Regions from separate parts of the Zea mays genome. Here regions 1 and 2 are each linked to region 3. A link is a contact called in public Hi-C data. All regions are on one chromosome and are shown on one strand. The core of a region is the stretch at or near the end of the contact, and the rest is flanking DNA. Distances in the headings are between cores, read along the strand shown.

The links. Hi-C and Micro-C count contacts between places; a contact is called where the count stands out from the background.
Region 1: a contact with region 3 is called in a Hi-C map of tassel, with 2.1 times the contacts expected there. The contact joins the promoter of LOC100383458 here to the promoter of LOC732737 in region 3. A contact is called at or near these places in 2 of 25 Hi-C or Micro-C datasets (ear and tassel).
Region 2: a contact with region 3 is called in a Hi-C map of tassel, with 4 times the contacts expected there. The contact joins the promoter of LOC100282042 here to the promoter of LOC732737 in region 3. A contact is called at or near these places in 4 of 25 Hi-C or Micro-C datasets (ear, endosperm, leaf and 1 more).

What each region holds. Positions count from the first base shown.
Region 1 is chr1:26,372,384-26,375,083 of Zm-B73-REFERENCE-NAM-5.0, forward strand. LOC100383458 reads right to left here and starts at 1,354. Exons shown (of 7, transcript NM_001176106.1): 1 at 1,274-1,354; 2 at 410-1,064; 3 at 1-182. The coding sequence starts at 1,028. It overlaps LOC100273068, which reads right to left. Exons shown (of 3, transcript NM_001147517.1): 3 at 2,438-2,700.
Region 2 is chr1:25,949,781-25,952,480 of Zm-B73-REFERENCE-NAM-5.0, forward strand. LOC100282042 reads right to left here and starts at 1,366. Exons shown (of 9, transcript NM_001154955.2): 1 at 1,181-1,366; 2 at 1-15. The coding sequence starts at 1,277.
Region 3 is chr1:26,191,317-26,194,016 of Zm-B73-REFERENCE-NAM-5.0, forward strand. LOC732737 (ROUGH SHEATH2-interacting KH-domain protein) reads left to right here and starts at 1,263. Exons shown (of 12, transcript NM_001112366.2): 1 at 1,263-1,484; 2 at 1,624-1,864; 3 at 1,994-2,092; 4 at 2,209-2,243; 5 at 2,311-2,386. The coding sequence starts at 1,417.

The DNA of each region.
Region 1 (2,700 bases), core at 104-2,603, 180 kb after region 3:
CCCACCGTCCTCAGTTGCATGCGCAGTTTTAGCATTGTCCTCAGTTGCATCCGCAGTTTTAGCATTGTCCTCAGTTGAAACATCACTGAACTTTGACACATTAACATTTCCAGTACATTCAACAGTCACAGGCAAAGAAGTTTCTGGGGTAAGGGGCTGCTTTGATGGAGAGTCCTCATCCCCTGGAAATTGCATTACAAAGTCAATGTTTAGAAACATGTCGAAGTGAAAAATAATCTAAAATGCCAAAGTCAGGTACAACATTCATGCACAGTGATGTTTTTCACCGTATGGACTATCAGATGACATTGCTGTGACACCAAATGCAGCAGTGTAAATAATGTGCAAGTTTCAAACAGAGTAATAGTATCACTGTACTGAGATAGGGGAGGGAAAGGGGAGTGCTAACCATCCATGTCCATATCTGAGTCATCAGAAACAATTAGCTGAGTAGCTGCTTCCAGAGTTTTGGCAAAACGACCACCTTCAGATGCACCTTCTTTTGCTTCTGCCTCTGCGCCGCATGACTGTGCAACAACAAGTGTGTGAGGAGGAGAATATGATGCTGCTGCTGCTGCTTCTGGTGGTGGTGGTGGTGGTGGTGGTGGTGGAGAAGGAGGAGGAGGAGGAGGCAGAGATGGAGGCAGCACATTATCATGAACAAAGCCAGGCGGCCGAGGTGGAGGTGGAGGGAGGGGCGGATACTGTGGAGGGGCCTGATGCATAGCTTGTTGCGGAGGCAGCGACCCTGGCATTGGCATCGACCCATAACCTCTCTGCTGTGGCGGAAGCATTGGCATCTGGTGCATCCGACCATGCTGCGCAAAGGGGTATGGCTGGTTCTGATGTGGCAGCACGCCATGCTGGTACGGCCCAGCCGGAGGCCGCACTCCAGGGTGCTGTGGGTAAGGTGGCCGAGGCGGTGGCACAGGTTGCTGGGGGAAGGACCCAGTTACCCCAGCTTGCTGCTGGGGCGGAGGCGGGCCATGGCGATAGTGTGGATTGAAGCTCCCTCCCTGCCCGTACATCTCTAGCTCGACAATCAATCCCTCGCGCGAAACTTCCTGGAAAGTTGAAATTTTAATCAGACCTCGTCAACAGTAAGCGCCCGATTAAAACCAAAACAAAACTACGCGCGATAACGCGATTGGCATAATGAAATCACCTCAAAAACTCCAAACCCTAGATCAAACCTAAGCAGGGATCGAACCAATAGTAGTAGCATCGCCACTGACAGAGCAAAGAACGAGGAGGAGGAGAGCTCCGCGATTACCTGCTACGAGTACGGAAACGAGACCCGCTGCGTCCTGGGGGAGGCTCGGATTCGGGTCGGAGCGGAACCCCGGCTCCTCGCTATGGCCTGAGACCCTCTGGGGGGCCCGGCGCGGCGAGGGGAGGTCGAGCGACGACGGCGCTAGGTCGCTGGGGTAGGTTAGGATTGCGAGATTTTGGTTTCGCGGTGCGGCACGGGGCCACGAGGATGACCCGGCGCCGATGGAGTGAGCAATTAGCAAGGACGGGTCCGTGCGACGAAGGTCTTTGGGTTTACAACGGGAGGAGAGCGCAATGACGGCGATAGAATAGAAACCACATCTTGGGAGAATCTCGGCCGCAAATGGATCGGACGGAAGTTGGGAATGAATAAAGGCCGCAATGACGGCGATACAAATTATGAGGTTAAGCAGTTCCGAACACTCTATTAAAGTACTTTAAAAAATTTAGAGGTTTAAACTTTAGAAAAGAGAATCAAACCGATTCTGACATTCCTTACCGCAAAGACAGTTGTGCCTACACTACACTTGCATTTTTTACGAACCCTGGTTCTTCTATTCGAAGACTTCATCAATATTTCTTCTTGCGGGGACTTCAAAGTAGTATTTGCACAACAGCCAACTCTACTATTATCATTTTAATGCGGTCGTTATTTTAATTGTCCTGATGGGATACGTTGCCAAGTGCCCAAGCAAAGCTACTTGAACGGCTTCGCTTTCAGATTTTCAGCACAGTAAAAAATTTGCCCGGGAGCACAGTAAAATTGCAATGCATACGCCAAGAGCAAGCAAAGTTACTTCAATAGCATCATATTTGACAAGGTACAAAATTGCAGAGTTACAGGATTTTCTCATAACAAGGTACTACAAAATTGTCACGTCAACGTGTGCTTTGTTAGAAACATAAAAGGTCTCCAATGTGTAAACTCCTTGCAGCCCAAACAAATAAAAAAACTGTGCTCTTTGCACCGGCTTAGAAAGCACAATGGAGCTGCCCTTATGCACCAACATCGATGATTACAAAACTTTCTTTTCAGCAAAAGAACCAATGGCTTCATCACCAACAATAAGGTACAGAACAAATAGGGAAACTCCAGCAGAGAAATGACTAAACATAGATCATAGTATCACCGTCACCGAACTGTATGAGATAGATGCTTTCGTATAGGAAGTATTCAATGCAGGTATATTTGCCATCCTATCATAACAATTTTGCGTTACAAATGGAAGTGGTAGTATAGTAATAAAGAATTGCACAGTGATAATTAGGTCCCCTCCATGACTTCTAATATCTAAAACATGGGATTTTGTAGCTCCTAGTTCATGACTACATTCATCCATATGCTTCTTCCCAAGTACTAGTCAATACAAAAACGCTCAGGTGAGGCTGTCCTCTTTCCGAGTACTAGCCATATGCTTCTTTGTAGTT
Region 2 (2,700 bases), core at 116-2,615, 240 kb before region 3:
CAAATTCTCTCCACACTGCACCATAAGTTAGGTCTCAGTATAATTTCAGTGCACATTCTGGAAAGTGTGCTATACTTCCTGGTAACTGATACAAATGCAGGTCCCTATTTATGGTCTACCTTGTTGATAATCTGGTAAAATTAATAATGGAAAATATAGACAAATTTACCCTCGCCGTTTAAGAATGAAATAAATAACTAATCTAAAAAAATATATCTGCAATGTACTTGTTGAAGAGCATTTTACTGAATAACCACCCAATGGAAAACAAAACATAATAAATATGCACAAGTAGTCTCTTTTGCGTCAAGAAAATCCCAGATTTAGTTCGATCAACATTTAAACTCACGAGGCCAAAGTACTAAGCTCCAGTATGCTTCAACCTCTCACCATGAGAACACTCAATTTCCCACTGTACCTTGCCATCAACCAACCATGCGTTTGGTTGCAATGACAGGACGGGATGGGATGGGACGATCCCTTAAATTAGGTTGTTTGGTTCTGGGTCAAGGGTTGGGACATGACTATCCAGTGTTGTCCCCTGTTGTCCCTCAAAATTAGAGGGACGAGAGATGACGTAAGGGGACGACCCTGTCCTAGCTGTCCCGCAACCAAACGCACCCCAAATTAGCAAAGTTGAGTATTAGCTCAATCTGACCACCAATCCAAGGGTTGGAAGAGAAAATCTTAAGCGGACAGGATTGGAAGAAAAAAGAATAAGCAGGGAAAGTAAGAGATTTGGCGCATGCTTTGAACATGCAAGTGAAAGTTACAGAGAACTAATTTAGCTAATAAAATGCTTTGAACAGCTCCCGCCATGCAGACTACTTTAGCGAAGATGAAAAATGACCGCACTTTCACCCTTACTTTTGAGAATAAATGGGCAATCCATCGTCAAAACAATAAGCTACCATTAAATAACAGAGCGTGCTAAATTATATGATACATCAATTGTCATAACAGAATCATAAGTTGGCTGTGTGCAGTCGCAGAAACAAGTCATTTTTCTAACCAAAAAGAAAGTAGGCAAGGACAAGTGGTTACCCATTTCCCAACAAGTATAATCAGCTAATCACAATTTAACATCAACCAGATCGAGATCCTAAGTCTCAACCTCACATTTTATCAACCATCCGTTCCCACTCTGTCTGAGGCGGAGGGGGAAAAGGCGGGCACTTACTGAAATAGTTGGGGAGGTGGGGAGACGGCGCTGAGGGGGACAGGCTCTGGCCGCTAACTCCGGGGGCGGCATGGGGAGAAGACGGAGACGCCGCCATGGTCGCCGACGCGTGAGATTCTCGATGAGGTCTAGTATAAAGCAGGTCGAAAGGTTTAGGGTTTAGAACGGCGCGCCATGGACACGGCTTTGGTCACGTTTCTGCCACGAGAAGGCAGGAGTGCACTACCTATATAATATCAAACTACGTGAGTGACCGTGTGTTACAACGGAAACATATAATATCACGATAAATTATGTATAAATATGTGTTATATTGTTATTTTAATCTAACTATTTCACCAGCACATTGCAACCATTAGTTCTATATATAATAGTAGAGTGTCATGCATTGCGATAGAATATAAATCATTTAATGAAATATTAATTCATAACGATTACATGAAAATGAACTATATATATATATATTGTCATCAACCTCGCTAAAATCTTTACCAACAACTAATACTGAACCGATTTTGATGGTGATTTGTGTCATATTTATCACACTTTTGATTGTTTAGGGTTTATGGTTTTAGGGTTTAGGACAAATGTGTGTTATATTGTTATTTTAATCTAACTATTTCACCAGCACATTGCAACCATTAGTTCTATATATGATAGTAGAGTGTCATGCATTGCGATAGAATATAAATCATTCAATGAAATATTATTTGTTCTAGTTAGTTGCTCGTGCGTTGCGACGGTACACGAACACCGCTGATAAAAGCATTAGTAGTAATTAATTTTGGATCACTTCATGAGATGTGCTCTCCCGACAGGAGGAAAAGGAGGAAAGACTCATTCATTTTTTATTCATCAATTAGAACAAAGTAGAATAAGCAACTAAACACCGTACATGTTCATATATCAAACCCATATATTGTCTAATAGCTACACATGTGGTCAACAAAATATTATTAATCAATTAAGAGATTTCCTATGGATGTGCGATGTGTCAATACTAATACGCCATTTTTTCCTCAAAAACAATGATATAGGGAGATGCTATTTTGTAAACATTAGTAAAGATTTGTAAATAGTTTATATTGGCTAATTATTGATAATAGTTATCTTTGGATATTCTGCATCGTGCCTCTGACATAGTAGTCGACGGCCTGCTGCAAGGGCCTTGTACTCCATGACAGTGGCCATGTCCCACTTGAGTGTGCCTAACACGGCGCACGCTCCACATGTGTATGTGCCGAACCTGATCAGCGGTGAATCCCCAATGCGCCCGAGCATCTTGCTCATCAACCTGTGGACATGGCTGCCGCACACCCCAACGTCTCCTATGCGTACACACTGATGGGCAACCCGTTCATCACCATGCCCGCCTTGTGTACGTTCTCGTTGTCCACGCTGTTCGCGCTCGCGTTGCATTTGTCCATCCCCATCGGTGGGATGAGGTAATCGAACTACGCGAGCGCGAAAAGTAGGAAAAGCCATCTTTTCTTCTTTAAGATCTTCGTCTTCCACACTAT
Region 3 (2,700 bases), core at 13-2,512:
GTGCGGGAGTGATGTCGTTGTGGTGCTTTTGAACCTATTATTAGAATGCATCAGTCAAACCCGCCTTCAGTCTAGTGGCGTTGTACTCCCATTTCAACAAACTGTAAATGATCTAGTTGTGAATGATATTATAATTGTGATGCTTTTGTGAATATATAATTATGGTGCTTTTGTGTTTATGTGATGGATCTATGACTGTGGTATACTGATTAACTGTGTATGTGCTTTATGATTTGTGTATAAAAATCTGTGATTTGTGGTGCTTAATTAAATATATATTATTATTAATAGCAACCGTAAAAAGAACGACTTTCTGTTGGTTGCTAAATGTATAGTATGATGACTTACGGTTGGTTGCTAAATCTATAGTACAACAACCCACGGTTGGTCGCTAAATATACAATATTAGCAATGGACGGTCGGTCGCTAAAGCCTTTAGCGACGACACTTACAGCGACCATCCTTATGGGTCGCTAAAAGTTTTAAGCGGCCAACCGTAGGTCGCTGTAAGTGAACCGTCGTGTAGTGTGAGCCAAACTAAGTCCAAAATGCATTTTTTGCTACAAAAGGAGTTAGAGACTAAGTGCAAGTGCTAGAAACATTGTAATGGACCTATACAACATGTTCAAGAGTGTAAACCTCATAGATTTACCATTTTACTCCAAGTTACATTTCCGAAGCCCTGTTTCGTCTCTTCTTGACTTGAATTCCAATTGCCTTCAAGTGGATCTGTGCTTATACTTATATCAAAAAAGTTAATCCATGATGGTGTATTGGACATTTAATCACCAAAACTAATAGAAATGACTATATGACACATTTACCTTTTAATCATCCCTCATCCTTCCCCCTCTCCCTCCCCCATGATCTCGTCGCTCCTAGCCTCTCCCTCCCCCTCCCTCGCGCCGCTGTTGCCACTGTCGATCTCTTCTCTCTTTAGGATCATAGTATTAGCACATGTTATATGCTAGTGTTAACCAAAAGGCCGAGAATGATATGAGTTGAAAAAGATATTCATTTTTATAACGTGCTCGATCGTTCGTTCTCTTTCACCTAGTGAGATAGTACTATTCAGATGTGTTGTGTTGCGTGTGACTTCGTATCATATTGGATTTAGGTGTCTTGCACAACGCACAAAACTGGGTGATTTGAAAGACTGTAGATACAGTACCGAAGAGATAATTAGAGATATTCGTCATGTGGTGTGACTTGTGTTAGCTGAAAAGAGGAAAAAGAGAGAGAGAAAACACCACACGCGGATACGAGGGCAAAGGGGCAACGCGTCCAACCGGCCGGACCTCACCGGCTCATCCCTCATCGCCCTAGTCCCCAAGGGCCAAGTCCCCAACCCCGGCTGACGACTGTGCCCGTCTCCTTCCCTGATTCATCCGCAAGCCCACCCGTCGGCGATCGTCCATGACGGAGGATCGAGCGCACAAGGTCGCCGACGAGCCCGCCGCCTCAGGCAGGCAAAGACCTGAAAGGTACCCAGCACCCTCCCGCGCTCGCTCTCCTATCCGTCACGGTCATGGATCGGGAAACCTAGTGCTCTGCGCGCCGCTCTCGCGGTTGAGACTGGGGTTGGGGATGCCGAGCCGCTGAAACATGTGCGTTCTTGTTTAGGAAGAAGAGGAAGTGGGATCAACCCGCGGAGGACTTGGTCTCCGCGGCGGTGACGGCTGCTGCCGTGTCGGGGATGCCTGTGATGAATTTCGGTGCTCTTCCTGGCGTTGTACTGCCTGGCGTCACCGCATATGGAGCTGCTACATTGCCAAGTGTAGTCCCTGTTCCGTATTCATTGCCGCCCCATATTGCACCATCGGTGCTCCAGAATGCTGCTGCAGCAGCCCAGAAATTGAGTCAGGTGCGATATATGTTTCTCATACCATACTGTTTTTTGGCTCCGAGAGGTACTGTGGACAATTATAATCTAGGGTTATCTGAGTGCATCTATGTCAAAATGTCATTACTTGTGTGGCTCTTTTACTATCAGGCAAAAATACCAGATGAGGTCATTGCACGGGAAATTGTTATAAACGATGCAGATCCATCTGTGCGATATAAGCTTACAAAACGACAAACACAAGAAGAGGTAAATCCTTAACCAGACAAGTCTAGGTTACCGATGAACTTTGTTCATTCTAAAACATTGTATTTGCATTCGTTATGGTCAAAGAAGGTAATTATGATGTTCCTGATACTTAACAGATTCAGAAATGCACAAACACTGTCATCATTACCAGGTATCATCTGACATGCCCTCTTGGTTTTGACGGTTCATTCCTGAGACTACTTGTTTTACCTTGTAAGGGGAAAATATCACCCTCCAAATTTACTTCCTGATGGTGAGAAGCCCCTCTATCTACATATCTCTGCTGGATCTCAGGTAAATATTATTCTTTCTTCCGAATTCTGCTTGCCTTCATTTTGTTGTAACCATAATAACTTTACTACTTTTATTTGGTGATATATACCTGAAATTTCTGTAATGCAGCAGTTATTTTATTAGTTGTATAATTATAAAATGGACTATTTTATGGCTGTCTGCATGCATTAACTGTTGTGTTTTCCATCTTTTCCTTTCTTGTTTCTAACTATTATGATGGTGACAATTATCTTATTATTCTTTTGTTTTTAATTCTATGTCAAGTACAACTTATTGACTCAATCACCATGTTAAAGTTATGGAACTGTCATGTC